Linked DNA regions of Anser cygnoides: region 2 is linked to region 1. The links are chromatin contacts, called in public Hi-C maps. All regions are on one chromosome and are shown on one strand. The core of a region is the stretch at or near the end of the contact, and the rest is flanking DNA. Distances in the headings are between cores, read along the strand shown. Region 1 holds the start of MAP4K5 (mitogen-activated protein kinase kinase kinase kinase 5). Region 2 overlaps MAP4K5 (mitogen-activated protein kinase kinase kinase kinase 5).

What was found. A called contact is a pair of places that touch in the nucleus more often than the background predicts.
Region 2: a Hi-C map of liver shows a contact between it and region 1, with 1.6 times the contacts expected there. The contact joins the enhancer-like site here to the promoter of MAP4K5 in region 1. A contact is called at or near these places in 2 of 7 Hi-C or Micro-C datasets (both in liver).

Annotation. Positions count from the first base shown.
Region 1 is chr5:64,064,230-64,069,517 of Taihu_goose_T2T_genome, forward strand. It overlaps MAP4K5 (mitogen-activated protein kinase kinase kinase kinase 5), which reads left to right and starts at 2,404. Exons shown (of 31, transcript XM_066997419.1): 1 at 2,404-2,587. The coding sequence starts at 2,480.
Region 2 is chr5:64,112,013-64,117,300 of Taihu_goose_T2T_genome, forward strand. MAP4K5 (mitogen-activated protein kinase kinase kinase kinase 5) reads left to right here. Exons shown (of 31, transcript XM_066997419.1): 14 at 887-945; 15 at 1,968-2,032. Among named protein-coding and RNA genes, the nearest start is that of CDKL1, 24 kb to the right of the region's middle. Within about 2 kb of position 3,174, at least 2 of the 3 cell types and tissues checked have open chromatin away from gene starts, as enhancers often do. A contact at or near this core is called in liver, where this site is marked.

The DNA of each region.
Region 1 (5,288 bases), core at 1,154-3,653:
TTTACCTCAATTTTTGTAATCATAAAATGGCTCTAATAATACAGACCTGGTGCTGCTATTATGTATGTACACTTTCCAGAAGCGCTTCCAGCAGGGCCTGAGACCCAGCTGGGGAAGATGGAATAAAGCACGGATCACGAGGCAGTCTCTGAGTTCACTCTACAGCATTGGCAATGTGCTACAGGAAACTAAACCTCCAGGTGGGACGCGAAGACTAACCAAGCGAGGGCAAAACAGTGGTCGATAAAGGAGGCTTTGCATTAAATTGCAGTCATCGGAAGGCCCTTGGATCTGCAGGACGTTCTAGGAGGCCAAGCCTTAATGCACCATCTGCTACTGGAAAACGAAACGGCCTCTTTCCTGTGCTGTCTTCTGATGTCTTGACAAGAGCAGAAAATCAGTAAAATGAGAAGCGGTGCTCGAACCCTTGGCCAAGGAAGAGGGAAAAAAAAGGACACAAACAGCTCGCTATCAGGAGTGCAGGAAGCTAATTTATGGGGGAGAGGTAATTGTTTTGTTAAAAATCGCTAGAGGAAATACAGCTCCCTAAAGGGTAAATAGTTTTTTCTTTTCTTTATTTGCTGGGTGTTCAGGAAAACTTACGTATTTATGTTGGAGAGAATATACAGGATGTAGAAGGCTTTCAGAGTACAAGGGGAAATTAAATGCGAATCTCTTTAAGTTAGCAGTCACATGCTTCCCCGCCTCTTTGGAAGCAAGATAGTTTACATTTCTGAGCCTGCTTCTGAAACACACCATTTCAAATGAGCCCATAAATCAAAACCCAATAAAATCAGATGCGACTGTGCAATTCCCGAGCGTCTGCATAAGTTGTCTTTAGTTTAACCTCAAACAGCCCAATAATCCTAATGAGTTATGCTGGAGAGCCTGTGTTTCGAAGGAAAAGCTTATGCAATCACCTGTGCTGTTTCAGGTACGTGCATGTGGCATTTCTAAATGTGCTGAAGTAAGCTAAAAATCCAGACTCCATTTTAAACTGGGAATCAGCACCTAGCTACTTTGTCAACAGACCAGATTGGACCTGGTTGGGCTGTCTGCCTGCCAAGGGGGCAGAATCTGTTCTCAAGTAACCAGTCCAGTGTCCTGAACACCAAAACGGCTTATACATCTGGCATCCATTTAATTTTTTCTACCTCGCTTTTGCAAACATATTTCCTGCGTTGAGTATGTGGTATTTCTTGCACCTAGAAAATCACACCTCCTTTTAGGCCTTAATGATTTTACTGTGCAGCAAAGACTAATGCTAATTCCAGCGTTCCTCTACCCTTGCCCTTGCCTTTTGGTTTATTAAATTGTTCAGCACTCAAGAGACCATAGGTGGGTTTTGCTCAGAAGTTCGGCTATTTTGCCGAAAATAATTATTCTCCAAAGGCGGAAAGGCAGATACAGCATTCTTGCCATCTCACAGTTTCAAAGTGTTTCTGAGTTTGGGAGCCCAAGGGGACAAGCCCCAACAGGCCCGAGTTACTTCTTGCGTGACTATCATCGCGCTGGCCGCCTGTGGCCCTCGATTTGCCCAGGACAAGCGTTACGTGACGACGTGGCTGCGAGGTTGCAATCCGGATCACAAAAATCTGGGAAGCCCGACTTGTCCCATGTCCCCGGTGTGTGGCAGCGGGTGAACTGCCCTCACCCCCGCGCTGGGAGCTGGGTTTTGCTGTGTGATAAGCCCTCCCAGGGCCTACACAGCTCAGGCGTCGGACAGAAGGCTCAGCCCGGTTTGGGCAGCAGCATACACACAGATATAAGTTTATTTACGCGGTGAATCGAGGCTGGAGGCTCTCCTCCTGCCTCACAACGCGGGGAGCAGCCCAAACGCCGGGTGCTCCCCCCGGGGGGGGGGCTCACGGTGCTGCCCCCTCCGGCCTCAGGAGCCTCGGGGAACGGCCTGAGGGAGCAGCAGGGCCCGGGGCAGCGCCGGGAGGGAAGGAGGAGGAGGAGGAGGAGGAGGAGGAGGAGGAGAGGAGGAGGGCGGGCAGGCGGCGGGCGGCCGCGCTGTGGCGCTGCGGCGTCGCGGAGGCCCGGCCCGGTGCCGTCCGTCCCGGCCTGGCCCGTCCCGGCGGTGCGTGCGGGAGGAAGAGGAGGAGGAGAGGGACAGGAGGAGGAGGAGGAGGAGGAGAGGCGGAGGAGGCCGAGGCTCTCGCTCTCCGCCGGGACAAAGGGCCGCGGGTGCGCAGGCAGGGCCCGGCCCGGCCTCCCCGCGGGCCTCCAGGGGGCCCCGCCGCTGCCCCGCCGCTGCCCGCCGCCCTCGGGCGCTTCCCCGGTGCCTCGGGGAGGGCGCAGCGGCCGCGGCCGGGCCCCAACGGCCGTGCCAAGCGCTCCTCCGCCGGCCTTTGTCCGCCCTCAGCGGGCGGCCCCTTCCCTCGGCCGGAGCCATGCGGGCCAGCGGCTGAGCCCCGGCCCCGGCCCGCGGGGCGAGCAGCGAGGGAGGGCGGCCGCGGCTGCCGGGCCCGCCGCGATGGAGCCTCCGGCGCGGCCGAGCGGGGACATCCTGAGGCGGAACCCGCAGCAGGACTACGAGCTGATCCAGCGGGTGGGCAGCGGCACCTACGGAGACGTCTACAAGGTGAGAGGGGGGCCAGGGCCCTTTTCTGCCCTCCCCGGGATCCGCCGGGCTGGTGCTGGAGGCTCGGGGCCGCGAGGGCTGCGGGCGACGCTTTTACGCCTCCCTGCTACCGAAGGCAGAGGGTATTGGCTTGCCCTACCTGTTCTGAGAACCCTCGGTTTAAAGCACCTGATTAAAAAGGGTGCGAGTTTATCCCCGAGGTTAATAATAGCACGCGAAAGGCAGAAGCAGATTACGGCTCTTCAGAAGCCGGAGCTGGGCGAGAGCTCGCCGTGGGGTTGGCGCTGCGAGCCCGAGAGATGCTCTCGGGACTGCCCATATCGTGTCTGAGGCAGCCGTAACCACAGCTGTGTGATACAGAAGGTGTAGGCATGGCACGTCCTTTTCTCAGGGAGATGCAAGCCCCTTCTGTAGGCATCAGGGGTGCTCGCAGCAACTTCAGGAGTCGGGTCGCTTGTAAAGAAAGCGTTCGCGTTTTCGGCCTGTGTGACGGCAATCCGAAATGTTCGGCTTCGTGGGAAGGGTGGCTGTGCTGTTTCACTTCGCACTGCTGCTGAGCGTGTTTTAAATAGACCTGGCACAGCCAAACGTACAGGAAAAGGTGCGTTGCTCTGCCACATGAAAGGCGCTGGTAATTGCCGCATGCAGGGGGAGGGCTCTTTGCTAATGTTCAAATTGGAGTTTTATAGCTGGATCTTGTTCCCACCGCCCCTTTGAAATGGTTGCTCATGGCCTCGGGGAGTTCTTTTTAACAGTTTTGAAGGTACTGAGTATTTACCTTTTTATTTTCCTAGAGCACTGTGCACGGATCAGTCAGCTTCTCTGCTAGGGAACCTAGCCCTAAATACTCAAAAAGGACATTTCAGGTTTCCCTAAATCTGAAACTCAGCACGCCTTCAGCTAGCGTGTTTGGGCACAGCACAGGGCAGCACGACGAGAAGCGACGAGCTATGTCGCAGAGAAGTGTTTTTGTGTCATCCCTTTGCTCTTGGTTGGGAAAAAAAAAGAAATATTCTGCTTTTCATTATCCTGCTAATTACTGGAGAGCTGTGCTGACATGTCATACAGTTTCCGGTTCCGGAGCTGGTTGAATGCATGGCTCTGCTCTGTGCCATGTAAACATAGCCCTTTGTAAAAAAAAAAACATCACCCCCTCCTCCCAAACCCTCCTTTTTTTGGGTTGTGAAAAACGTGCCTTCTGCTCTGAACGGGTCCCAGGCAGGAATAAACCTTCTCATAGAGCAACCTGACAAGTTTAAATCAAAGCCTTTGCCAGAGTTGTGTCCCTACAGCAAGTATAAAGTTAATGAGTTTAAAGTAGTTTAGGAGCCTGCGTTTGTTTCTAGGTCACTGGTTTGCTCTTTGTTTTTATAAAGCCCTGCAAACAGGGAGGAACTGTGTCAAGGGAGCACTGAATAGGGTGGCCCAGGCACTTATGGCAAATATGCAAAGCCAACTTATTTCTGCAAGTCATTGATGTGGTGTTAATTTTAAGAGTAACTAAGGTAAACCTTTTTTCTTGCAAGCAGTTATATACAAGCATTGTACTTTTAATTTTTCTCTGTCCATGCTAAGTCTCTTCTTAGCACAGATGGCACATCTTGTGCGTGCTGAGGGCTGTCAGTTGTGTTTATAAAATGCATTTCTTAGTCAATATCTGATTATTGTTCTGTTTCAGAGCTCGGGCAAGGCTTGCTAGAGAGCGCTCTGAAATTAAAATGGAATTTTCCTCTCACCTCTTCAAGTGGTTTCCCTGCTCCATCACCAATAATGAGTCACCAGTGTCTCCAGCACAGTTGTTTTTAGGATGTCTGAATGAGGCAGCCCTTCTGATTGTGGGAGATCTGCCTCTTTCTCAGTTGCTTTTTGGTGGCGGTGGTGGTTCATGCCTCAAATTCCTCTTGGGGCATTTGGTAGCTTTTAGAGTAATTAGTTCTTTTTTGGAAGTTGAAGGCGGGGGTTAAGCAAATATTTGTGTTCACTATTAGGTTACAGAAACTTATTTAAGGCCTTCCTAAAAATCTCCTGCCCACTTTGCTTTTCATAACTGCTATGGAAGCTTAAAACTTAAATGTGTTTTTTTAGTCTTTGTGCTTTTTTTCCCTCTGTTCCATGGCACACAATGGTTGATTGTAGGGTACTCATAAGTACTGGATTGTTGACCTTATTTTAATATTTTTTTTTCCCCAAACTGCATTTCAGGGTGGGAAAGAAGCCATCCTTAAATAAACTATTTTCTTATCTGTGCACTGTGGGTGTAAGCAGATCCAAGTTTGGGCCTACCAGTCTTGGAAGCACACTTTTCATTAAAATCCTAGCACGTTACTTGTTCCATTTGTGTTGGGAAAGCTTTTTTTTTTCTTCTTAACAGAGGATTTTACTCTTAAGCTGATTGTAATCCACTTGAATACGTTTTCTCCCAAAGCACTGTGTTAGGCATATGTTAAATTATTGGCTTCTGAAAGAGGTGGTGATGTAGCTGGGCGCTTACTGGAACTTAATATGACAACAGTTGGTTTTCTTTCCCCCGATTCCTGCCAAGTGGTTCGTGTCCCCAGCATCGTACCCATCAGCACTGCAGCGATGAGGGCTACAAGAGAGAGGTTCCAGCTTGGCTTTCCTGGCAAGATTTCTGCTTGCCCGCTTCCGTCGTATACCCGTCTCAAAGCAGGAGTTTAAAAGTGGCGTAAGCTTGTTCGTG
Region 2 (5,288 bases), core at 1,924-4,423, 49 kb after region 1:
CAGCCTAGGCCAGTGCCATTTTTCCAAAAACAAAACTAAAACTTGCCTATTATTCTGCTGTTTCATTTCATCTCATTGCTGCATAGTAAAGTTCAGGCAGAAACTTTTTATGACCAGTATAGTCTTTCAGTTCTGTGATCTTGTCAGACTTTAAGCCTTACTTAAAACATCAAAAACACTAACTGGAAGCACATAAAAATTAAGAGTGACTTGATAATTAGGAGGGCATCTTTTCACGTGAATACATTGGCTTTCATTCTGTGATGAGAAAACTGTAAAAAAGGTAGCATTTTGTGTTTGTCTTTACACTGTTTCAAGTTCACAAGTTAAACCTTTTCTTGACCGTGTTGGAGCACTTTTAATAGCTGTCCTCACAAGGGTGTCTGTCAACTTAGTGCATTTTCTTTTCATAAAACCTTTTCTTTACTTTTAAAACAATGTTAATGCTCTACTCAGTTGGATCTAAGTTGAAATTTTGAGGGCAGAAACTGCCTTTCTTCAGGTTTGGACAAACGCCTGTTGTAATATAAATACTAGCCGCTCCTCTGAGTCACGTAGGTCTCGCTTTTAGGAAGCTTAGTGTTAACAGCCCCTTTTTTTCTTTCATGTGCATTTAAAAATAACATGTGGTTACACAATTACATTTTAGTTTGCTTTCATATTATGACTTGCTATTTACTTTTCATCTGTTTCTTGTGGGTTTCAAATTTGTGAATTTAAGCATTTAGGCAATAATGATATTTATAGTGGTAGTCATTTAATAGGCAAATTAAGTGTTGTGTACGTTATTTTGTTGTGCTACAGCATGTGCTTCACTGTAGTAAGCATCAGAAGGACATTAGCGTAATGTTGTGTGTATTAAAGTTGACAACGTTATATTTTGTAGTTGATAAGCTCCAGTTTGAGCCCCCTCTACGGAAAGAAACTGAAGCTCGGGATGAAATGGTAAGGACAAGTTTGTTTTTTCCTTCCTTTACTAAAATCGTAGCATCTTCATTGCTTTGTGGTTCAGCTCTAAGTAATTTATGTCTGAAGTACGAAGTCATGAGAAGGCTACTCTTGGTCCCTGGACAATCGAAACATTTTTAAGAAAATGAATTGCCCTCTATGCTTTGTGCAGAGAGTCATGCTCAGATGAAAAAAACAACAAGTGCCAATTAATTTGATAATGTGGAGAGGCTGTTCTGCATTTGAGTCCCTGATTTTACCATCATCAGAGTTTATTTGCTGCTTGTTTCTTGGAGCCCAGCCAACTTGCATGCAGACTTTTTGCCCCCTGTGAGCTGCTGCTGTTTATTCCAGTTCTCAGCAGTTTGCTTCAGATCAGCTAATTAACGTTCTTTTGGGTTAGTATGTGACTGTTTAAAAGGGCTCCATTTTTTAATAAGTGTTGTGAATAGCAACAGCTGCCATTAATTTTGATTTGGAGAAACCAGTGCTCGGTGTTCCAGAAAAATCCCACTCCTATTTTTTTAAAGCTGTACTCGAGTTCACCAGGTGGATACAAGTTCATCTTATTTGCATGTGACTTCAGAGACTTGTACATGTTGTTACTGATGAGGTCCCCTTGGTACGGTGACAGCAATGCCCCCAGCCTTCCCTGACAGTATTTCATACGAGTTTGGAGGTGGCTGCACTATGTTCTCTTGTTGGAAGAGTGTCTTGGAAGTGCCCCGAGTGGAAAATCCTTACTGAGTTTTCACCATAAGTTTTTGCTTTCATGCTATTTAACGTTACTTGATACTGGCATTATACCATTTCCAGATGCTGCTTTTCAGTCTGAATCTAAGAAGAAAATATCTTTTCAGTAATTGTTTTGTAACTATATTGTGAAACATTACCTCACTTTGGAATTTTATTTATTGCTAATGGGTCATTCTGCAGAGCTTGGGAATCTCCCAGGCTTCTTCACGTGCTGTGGATTCAGTTTGATAGGAAAAAAAAAATGAAAATCTCTTCATCCTCAGGTGGTGGCAGCTGGCAATGACTTTGCTTCACATTGGAATCCTTTTGTTGAAGGTGGAAGCAGCAGGTAAGTACAGAGTTCTAAAACATCTTGTATTTCTGTGACTTAATATCAAAATATAGTCTGAAAGAAATAAATAGAGGTGGAAAATCAAACCTTAAGCCCGAATTTATTTTAATATTTATAAAATCAAAGGAGATTTTACCCAGTTTTCAGTCATCCTTCTACTGTTGGTTGATCATTGTCTTGGAGAATGGATTTTAATCTCTTTTAATAATGAACAGTAGTTTATTTTAAATTTATTGTAGCTCCCAGTTGTAGATGGAAAGCAAAGCATACACGTGTATGTCTGCCATGCTGAAATAACATTGCCAAAGCCGATTTTCTGAAGCGAAATCAGAAACCTTGCAAGGGCTGAGTTCAGGCTCCTGCACTACCCTTGCACGTCTCTTGTGAGCCACTTCTGTAGTTGTGACATCCTGTGGCAAATATTTTCGCAGTGCTGAAGGGCAGGTCTTTGCCAGTAAGCGAGGAGAAGCCAGTTCTGAAGATTTCGTGGTGTGACTGCGCGGCTGCTGCTGTGGGTGTCTGCTTAGCGCAATCTATAATAACAGCCGTAATAGTGTTAAGGGGTGCAGTGTTTTAGGCAAAGATATGCTCTAACTGATTTCCTCCGGGCTAAAGCAGGCCTAAAGTAAGGGGGCACAACTGTGTCCAAGTTAGGACTGAATTTAACACGTATGTGGCTTCCTTTTGCTGCAAACCACCAGATTCAGCCTTTAAAGGCAACCTTTGAATTCGTGTTGAGCGATATGAATGTTTAGTAATAGTGGTGCGCATATGTAGGGAAAGATGGTATTTCAGTTCAAATAATTGAGGCTCAAAGAGCCTCTTTCCCATCTTTATTTGGAACTGAGCAGCACACAGTAAATTTCTTTGGCTTTTTTGCAGATAAAGTCTTGCACAACCTGTCAGCTGACACTCCAGCCCCCTGGAAGGCTGACCTTGTCACGTAGATTGCTGGTGTTTGGGTCTATTTAAGTTCAACCCATTTTTCTGTTCTCACTGTCATCGTAGTAAAAGTTCAGGGTGGCTTTCTAGACCCTGCCTTTCTCTGTCCAGTAATGACAGTGGCTTCTTTCCTTCCTTTGTTCATGTTCTTTGCTTGTGTGACCCTGATGAACTAAAAGATTGCAAGCCTTTCTCATGAGTGGTGAGTTTTCTGCAGACAGCTGGAATCTGCAGGGTCGAGGAACAGGGAGGGAGGAAAGCTCTGATTTCTCATCCTCATATCCTCCCTGCGAAGTGACTTACTGACTTGGTTCTGTCTCTCTGCCATTATTAAGATTGTCCATACCAGACTATATTGCAGAATGGATGTAGCTGTAGCAAGCGTTGCTAGGGCTATAAATTTGTAAATAGATACGGATTCAGTACACAATCTCTCTGATTGAAAGGAGAATAGTCATAAAACTTCTGGATGGTCAGTCTGTGCCGCTTACTTGGAATCCACTTCCAGTTTAAAAAGATAAACAGGAAATGCATAGCTCCTCTGTCCCCAGCAATTCAGAACAACACCAGGGATGTGAAGAGAGGATGCGTGCTGGGCGAAGACAGACAGACGGACTTGCTTTTCATGTCCCTTGGCTTTTATCAGAATAATGGCAATTGTTATGTTTGATCTGGGAATTATGTCAGTGGAAAGAGGCATATCAGAAATTGTACCTGAAGATTGAATGTACTCGTTGGCTCTTCTCACCCTTATTGTAGTAGTTTAAATGACTTTCTGTGTAGATTTTCTATATTATGGAGGTATTTTTTTGCTGATGGGTAGGCCTTTCTTTTTTTTTACTAGCTCCTGGTGACAACTGCTTTTCCTTCAAAACAAATAAATTGTAGGGAAATTGTATAGCAATCCATATGTGGTTGGATTAGTTTTTGGGTAATATGTTCTGAATTTCCCATTAGTTACCCCTGTAGCCATTCCTCACTGGGTGACGTGTGTGGTGGTGGGGTTTGGGAGTGTCTGCACTGTAGGCTGACTTGTCTGCAGAGTCTTGGGTTGCACCAGGCTTCTGCTGCCCGAAGAAGCCTGCCTCTGCTGGAGCACCGAGACAGCCAGCTTGCGAGCTGCTGCTTCCATTGCAGAGCTGCTGACTGCAGAGGCCTGGACTTCACGGTACCACAACAGCATACTAAGGAATGCATTTGGATGTGTAATGATCAATTATTTTTTTGTTGTTTTAGAATGACATTTTCGGTGCTTCTCTGATCCTCTAGTCACAATTTCTTTTTTTACCTTTTGCTGGCTTTGAAAGAAAAGTTCCCACTGTTGTGGGAAACAGTCTGTGTCTTGAGCGTACAACACTCAAGGAAGCAATTTTCCACTATTTCTTCTTTGTAGAGGCTTTTCTCCTTTTGTAACTTCCTTAGTTTTCTTTTTTTTTGTTGTTTCTATTATTAGGCATTTCAGCAATATTTAAAATACCATGTAGGAAGAGGAAAGATTAGTTGATGGTATCTTGTGTGGAAGAGAGCTGAAATGGTTCTTGGGGGTGGGCGGTGAGGGAGGGAGGGAAAGGAAGCGACTGTGCTGAATTGAAAAGGGCTTAATGCAGTGAGAGAGAAGCACCGTGTTTTGTAAAGGGCTGGAGATGCTCTTTACAAAACTGAATGGTATTGTCACCGATCAGTTCGGTTGCACATGTCAACCTTAGAGCAGAGCTCCTAATGTTATAAACATTTCACCTAGGGGACTGCTTACAAAATTTGGCGATGGGAGTGAAGATGTTGAAGAGTGAGTGAACCTCCTTCGTGTACAGTTGCATTTACTCCGTGTGGCTCTCGCTAAGCAGGCAGCGTTCTGGCAAAATCGCATCCCCTAAAATGCTGCAGGCAGCTTTGCCACCCGTAGAAGCAAGGGCTGGCTGCTCTCAAAGATCTAACGCACGCTTGACTGTTTATCTGATCATCTGGAGAATGTACGCAAAGCAATGCTTTCTTCCTTTGCTCTCCTTCCTGAGGTTATTTTAGGATGTGTGGAAGTGCCTAATACTTGAAAGTAGACTTCGTGTTGACTAGTCTGCCAGGCCTCATAGCGGCAATGGGCATGCAAATATTCCTGCAGAGCTCTGGGGGGGTTTGTGCAACTCCTGTTACCCAGACGTTTGAGTGATCCAGAACTGCGCTGAAAAACAGCAAGCTGCACCGAACGGCTGTGAACCCTTTTGTTGGTTGGCCCGAAGTTCAGGTGCAGTTGGGGTTGCTGTTAGTAGATGTCCAATGAACTTGTTTTGTCACTTGGGAAAAACTGGGGGAGAAC